Regions from separate parts of the Columba livia genome. Here region 1 is linked to region 2. A link is a contact called in public Hi-C data. All regions are on one chromosome and are shown on one strand. The core of a region is the stretch at or near the end of the contact, and the rest is flanking DNA. Distances in the headings are between cores, read along the strand shown.

Evidence for each region. A called contact is a pair of places that touch in the nucleus more often than the background predicts.
Region 1: a Hi-C map of crop shows a contact between it and region 2, with 2.0 times the contacts expected there. The contact joins the promoter of HS6ST1 here to the enhancer-like site in region 2. A contact is called at or near these places in 2 of 2 Hi-C or Micro-C datasets (crop and liver).

What each region holds. Positions count from the first base shown.
Region 1 is chr9:23,425,615-23,429,215 of bColLiv1.pat.W.v2, forward strand. HS6ST1 (heparan sulfate 6-O-sulfotransferase 1) reads right to left here and starts at 2,052. Exons shown (of 3, transcript XM_065073192.1): 1 at 1,084-2,052. The coding sequence starts at 1,601.
Region 2 is chr9:23,364,803-23,368,045 of bColLiv1.pat.W.v2, forward strand. All of the region lies in intron 1 of HS6ST1 (heparan sulfate 6-O-sulfotransferase 1), which reads right to left. Among named protein-coding and RNA genes, the nearest start is that of HS6ST1, 61 kb to the right of the region's middle. Within about 2 kb of position 1,984, at least 1 of the 3 cell types and tissues checked has an H3K27ac peak away from gene starts, as active enhancers do.

The DNA of each region.
Region 1 (3,601 bases), core at 802-3,301, 61 kb after region 2:
AGAATATGCATTTAAATAAAGCATATGGCGTAACCAAATATTAGCATAAGATCTTGAACACCTTTAAGAATGAAACTTGAAAGCAAACATTACAAAGTATCATAATAAAAACACTGATAGGGCAAGGAAGGTGTGTGCGGTGTTAAAAACTAGTCATCAATTCAAAAAACGCTGCCTTCTGAAATGAAAGACACAAAGGTATATTAAGTTAAAAGAACACAATCTTTGGAGATCTTAATATAAGCTACTGTCTTTACCAGAGTACTTCAAATAGAGAATTCCTCTGAAGCTTATAATTGATAAAGAGACCAAGGTAGAGAAATAATAGGGTAAGAGAACAGAAATCCACCGGCTGTTGAATGGGGATGCACTGAGGGGTGCTTTGGGATGGCTCTCTCTCCCTCCTGGTGCACAAATGAGTGAGACAGAAGGAACATATACAAGCTGGATCCTTCCCCAAAAGAATTCACCTCAGGTCTCCAATCGAGATAAGCAGCAAGGAAGACACAAAAAAGGTGTTTAAGGGATATTTTCTGCAACGTGCAAAAAATTATCAGGCAGACTAAGGCGGTAAAACAAAGGAATTAGCAAGAGGACTGTTGGTCTCCTCAGTTGCACTGGAGAACAATTTTAGCCGGAGGAAAAGGGGACACGCGTTAGGGCAAGGCTGGCTCCAAAGGCAAGCTTCAGACTAGGGCATGGTGCAATGGGTTCTGAAAGGTGGCAAGGGAGGTCTGACATAAAGACTATGTGTTTACAAAAGAGAGTAAGTGGCACAAATACATAAGCTTGGTCCACGCAGGCTGTCAGAGCAGCAGAACATGTGCTGAGGGTGCAGCGTACGCGGTACGTGGGAGGCAAAGAGCAGCGTGTTTGGCTGGGAAGGCAGAGGGAAGGCGCAGGGCACAGCCTGGAGGCCGGGCGGGGAGGACAGGTGAGCCGGCCGAGGAAGGGCTCGGGGCAGGTCGGGGCTCAGCCCGGCAGCAGCAGGCACGGGGACGAGGCTGCGGGGCGGGAGGGCTCGGCCGGGCGGGGGCTCGGGGCGCCGAGGGGCTCGGGGCGCCGAGGGGCTCGGGCCGGTACCTGGGCGTCTTGGCGGCGGCGCTCTCCCGGCGGTCCAGCACTCCGGGCACGCAGTTGGTGAGCTCGGTCCAGTCGGCGTGCAGCCCGCAGCTCCAGCCCGTGGAGAAGCGGGAGAAGAGCCAGGTCTCCCGGCGGTTGGGCCGGTAGCAGGTGCACTTCTTCTGCCCGGGCCGGCAGTCGCAGGGCACCTCCAGCCGCACGTTTTGCACCAGGTGGCGGCCGAAGGTGGTGCCGCCGGTCTTCTGGATGTGCAGGAAGACGATCACGTCCTCGCCCTTCATGTCGAAGGCGAGCTCCCGCTCCAGCTCCCGCACGGGGAAGTAGTACTTCTTCACGTAGTGCGGGTCCGGCGTGGGGAACAGGTCCAGCTCCTCCGAGTAGGAGCGGCCGCTGGGGGAACCCAGGCTCAGCCCCGGCCCCACGTACTGGTACAGGATAAGCATAAAGCACACCGAGACGGCCACGATCAGCAAGAACTTGCTGGTCCTCTCAACCATGGTCCTTCCCGCACGCTTCATGTGTCACCATCTCCCGGGGCTGCCGGCGCTGGGCAGACGGCGGCGGTGCCGGGGGGCGGGCGGCGGAACCCGGCGCCTGTGCCAACCGCCTCCCCCCACTGCTCCCCGGAGCGGAGCCTCCCCGGGGGCGGTGGGCCGCTCCCTGCCTTCACCTCGGCTCCCCGCTGTCCCCGCCCGCCCCGCCGCGGGCAGCGCCGGGAGCGGGGCAGGGGCAGCCCGCAGCCAGCCGCTCCGGAGGGGCCGCGGCACAGCAGCGAACTTGGGAGAGAGAGAAGCAGGAGGGGGGCGGAGAGGGACCGAAACGTAAAAACCAGCCCCCTCCCGCCCTCACCCCCCGCTTCAGGAAGCCAACCCCATCCCGCCGCCGCGCTCCGCCGTGCCCCAGCCCCAGCGGCACCGGCGCGGCAGCGCCCGCCCCCGCCGCCGGCTGCACCCGGGCTGGGCTGGGCCGGCAGCGAGCGCTTCCTGCCCGCGCCGCCCCGCGCCCGGCATGCACAGCGCCGCCCGCGCCGCCCCGAGCCCGCCGGCTGCGGGCACACGCGGGGCCGCCGCTCCGCTCGGAGCCTCCGCCTGCAGCCTCGCCCGGTCCCGCTGCCCGGCCCGCAGCTGCGGCCGCCGCCGGGAAGGCGCCGCTGGCCGGCGCTCCGCGGTTAAACCACTCGCACTGGAGAGCCGGGTGGGCTGCGGGGCGGCGGCGGCTCTCTGGAGCACGCGGCTCGCATCGCTGTCAGGGGCAGCCGCTGTATGCAACCTCAGTAACAACCTCAAACAGCGAGCCTCGGCACTCCCGGGGGCGAGATTTCTACTCCCTTTTTGCAACACCAGTTAGTAGGAACAGGAAGATTTGCATGGAAATAGGAGTAGGTCTTCCCACATGTGTCTGCTCCCGCTGCTGCCGCCACATGGGACACCACAAGCCTTCACTTGCAATGTTCCAAGTGGATGCTCTGGCCCCACTGAGGATGATGATGATGTCTGTGTGCAGGAAGATGCCTCCGCACGCCATCATCCACATAATTTGGAGATAATAATAACAACAGGTGAAGTTGAGGCAAATTTAGTTCGGTGCTATTTACAGAAAACTTTCCCAGCGAAATGCTTCCTGCGGACCTGCCAGGCAGCCTTCCATCCCCCAGAAATCATTTGCAATACAGTCTCATGAGTGAAACAAACCACTGGAAGACCCAGGAGCTGCAGGGCAGGTCGCTGGCTTGCAGCTGCATTCTCTGTGGGCAGCAGGGAGAGGTGCTGTTGGGAGGAACGGTGCAATAAGGACCTGCAGAGGCCAGCTGGTGTGCTACAGCCAGGGACGTTAACCAGCTTACCCAAGCAGAGTCCTCTCCAGAAGGTGCAGAAGGGTCCACAGCTGGTCTGTCAGCCCAGCGCTGAAGGGCAGGTGGGGTTCACTTCCACAAAGTGTCCTGGCAACCCCGGAAGATGACCGTCTACTGCCTCTGCCAGCTGCCTGTGAATGGAGAATGAAAGGCAGCCCCGTGTCAAAGAGCACAGTGATGCTCAGTGTAGGGGCAGTCATGCTGGCACTTCACCTAGACACGAGGTATTGTCTATGCAGAGTTAATAATATGAACAATTGCTGATTTATAGCCAAAAAAATTCTAACTGAAATACCATACATTCTGTATTTACTGCTATTAGTGACAGTTTTCTTAAGTTTACGGTGCTCTTGAAAACAGAAGTTACTAGTTTTTAGCACTCTGGCACTAAAATATTCTCATTGGATTACTCTTACATAGGACACAGGTTGTGTCTTACGTAGGTGTAAGGAAAGACATGCAGATGAGCCATTGTTAAACACTGGGTTAAATTTATAAGGGCTTAGGAGGAAATGAGATCCCAGATTTTCATTTGAACACCATGACTGATAAATCTGCTACATTTTGAGATGGCTGCATTACTCACAAGTTGTGAAGCCCCAGTGAGTTATGCAGTTCTTCCCAAACAAGTAACAATAAAATGTTTATAGCACCCAAAAGCATCAT
Region 2 (3,243 bases), core at 734-3,233:
CACAACCTTCAAAACTCATCTCTTCGGAGAGATGGATGACTCAAAAATAAAGTATGCAGAACTAAGAGATGGAAGAAAATCCAAACATAAGCAAGTCTCTCTTTTACATTGCTTTTGTGAAAGAAACCGGAAAGCTGAAGGAGAAATAACCAACCACCAAAAAACAAAACCCAAAGACTCAGTACTGAGGAACTATCAAAAGGCATCGTACATGTGCATTAATAATAATAATACTTCACGTTTAGATATCCTGTCTTGTAGTCAATGAGTAAAATCCCTGCAGAGAATATTTCCAAAGTCTTGTGTGTTTGATTTTCAGAAGGAAAGGAGAAAGAGTAGTATTGTGACTTGATTGTAAAACATCTAAATTATAAAGTAAGGTTAATTCCACTGCTGCTTAGCACCAGCAGAACATCACTTTTCCTTTTGTGCTGTGGGTACCAGCCCCGGGCCCGAGGAGCGTGCTGGCTGGCTGATAGCGGGCTGGAAGCAAGCTGCTGCCCGCCAGAGCCTCGCTTGCTGAGCTCTAATACAGTGACATGTACCGCAATGAGCTTTTATTGATTTTGCATTTGGACCTGGCTCAAGCGCTCAGGCAGCCTCTCTACAGAAAAAAAAGAAAAAGATTGTGTGGGAGTGTAGGAAGGACAAATCTGGTGCTAAAAGTAGCAGAAACTGAACAAATACTACTTCAAGTCTTCAAAATAAATGAGTTGTTTCTCTCAAAACAGGAAAAGCTATAAAAAAGTAAAACATACAAGAGAACTAAGAGAAAATGTGAAATGCAGAAGAAGCTACAGAAAAAGGGTACTGGCTCAAATTTTCAGTTGAATCTGTTCCAATAAACTACGTTCCTTTGGTCTGCTCTCTGCACCCGTAGTCAGCTCTGCAGGGCCGCGTTCTCACCAGCCCTGCCTGTTTCCCATTCGCACACCCAGCTCAGCCACCCTGGGAACACCATCCCACGAGCCTCTCCCCACACCTCCCAGCACAGACCAGCGTTCCGGGGCGTCAGCGAGGCCCGCAGGACCACACCGAGTGTCCCGGAGGAAAGGCTGTTCTGGGAAGCACACTAACTGACCTCTGTGGCTTTCTCAAAACAGAGGCTGGAGGGAAAGGCTGCACTCCTGCAATGATCAGATAACATGTTCTGCAGAAACCTGACAAGTGTCATTGCCAGAAATCTCATAGGCAAGAGAGCCCAGTGAACAGTCTACAGACAGAGAGCAAGCAATGCCACCAGCTAAGGGAACCTGTGTCAGCTCTACAAGATGCCCTTGGCTGCCTCCAAATTATGGAATACGCCACTCTATGGAGTCCATCAGCAGTGGAGTCCCAGGGGCCACTCAGTCCACAGGTACCAGCTGCTGGGACCAAGCTGCTGCCCCTCAGCAGCTCCAGTAGAGCTAATGGAACCACACAGCCTCCAGTAAAGGAGATTTTCCTGTGTATCTAGGCCATACACCAGCCTCAACATGCAACTCCCAGATTGCCACTGTATGAGTCTCTCTCGTAGCACAAAAATCAGTGGTGATTGCCCCAGCTGAAAAACATGACAGCTCATCCTGGGAAGTCACTCTGTGGAAACCGCTTGCTTTGGACAATCACCAGGCAGCTAAACGACCGCAGGTGGACAGACCCTGTTCTTGCAATGACTGCCAGGAGTCCTGCACTCCTCCTGCTCGCAGGGTTCGCAGAGCCCGGCCCAGATCCTGCAGATGCAGCTGCAGCTGTGGCAGGTGCAGAGCAGCAGCCGAGCGCTCATTTGGAAGGCTCAAAGCCAGGCGGAGATTAACGACCCACAATGACAGTGCAATCAGCAGCAGAGGTATCATAATCCCTGCCTCTTCTCTGCACACCATTTATAAACGCCAGGGCAAGGTATTCGATAGCATGTGGGCTCAAAGGGTCGTGAGATTCACGGTGCAGCTGGAATGACAAGCGGTGCTCCTTGAGGCTGTGATTTACACAACTGCTGCTGGTACCAGGCAAGTGAACCAAACCGGAGCGTGGTCACTTTGTGTGGCTGCACAGAGAGATGGAAAGAACCTCAGCTTGAAACACGCCATATTCAGCATTTGCATTTCTCAAGAGTCATTGTTTGTGATCTTGAGATCCGATGTCACCTTTTCCAAAAAAGGCAATCTTTCTTACCCTTTTTGCTATGATTTGTTTCAGTTCATATGAACTTGTGAGAGGAAGTTCACCAATTTGTGGTGATGTATAGAGAACATGCTGCAGGCTACTAAGAGCTTATTAATAGAGCAAAAACTGCTGCAGATTAGAGTACACAAGCATACTGCCTAATTGCAAAGCAAAATGTATATCATACTAAGTATGTGGCACTTGAAGTAAAATACATGTCCTGAAATCTTGGTTTTCTTTGCTCCACTTATCCATTTGGTAAAGTGTCATGGTAATCCACAGAAGGAACTGGGAAACAGTGGGGAAAGTCAATGAGAGGGTTTTAAAGGCAACACACTAATAACATAATCCTGCTTCTATTCTGTCAGGTAATCTAGACTCTTGGAGACTCTGAAAATGTGGTTTATGCTAAGCAAATGTTTGACATTCCCCCCCTGCCCTGCAAAATAATATAAAAAAAAAAAGAGAGAACTCCTGCAGCAGAGGACTCTGCTCTGACTTCAAGGCTGAACAGATCAGACCATGTAGAGAGAGGCTGTTTCCTCTCTCTGGACTGTGTTTTGCTTTTTTGCACAGGCAGAAATGGTTGGGGAAAAAAGACTTTGGAAAGAAGACAGGAGGAGAGCATCAAGAGTGCTTAGAGACCCTGAAGAACCCAGCACAACACAGGAGCCAAAATACTAGTGTGAAAAGACTAATACAGCATACCTGATGCCCAGCCCCCTTCCGAGCTGCCTCCTGACTAAATGTTCCCCCGTCTTGTCTCTGCAACAGGTAGCCCCTGGGCAGGATTATGAGACCCCAGGGTGGGTTTAGGCACGACTGCTCTGACACGGGACATTCTGGCTCATGGCCTCTTTGTCATGGTCCCTCACCGGACTGACACTCAGCTCCTCACAACTGTTCCACACACGGGACAGGCAGCAACAGGATGGTTCAGTGCTTTCAAAAGGGAATATCTTCTTTTTAATAAGTTAGAGTAGCTTCTGCTCTTCCTAACCACCCTGTTAAAAGGAGCTACTGATCTTTTCCCTTTCTCCCTGGCAATGACTTCTAGAGCTGTTGATATACCACAGCTACTGAAACCGGCTGCGATGG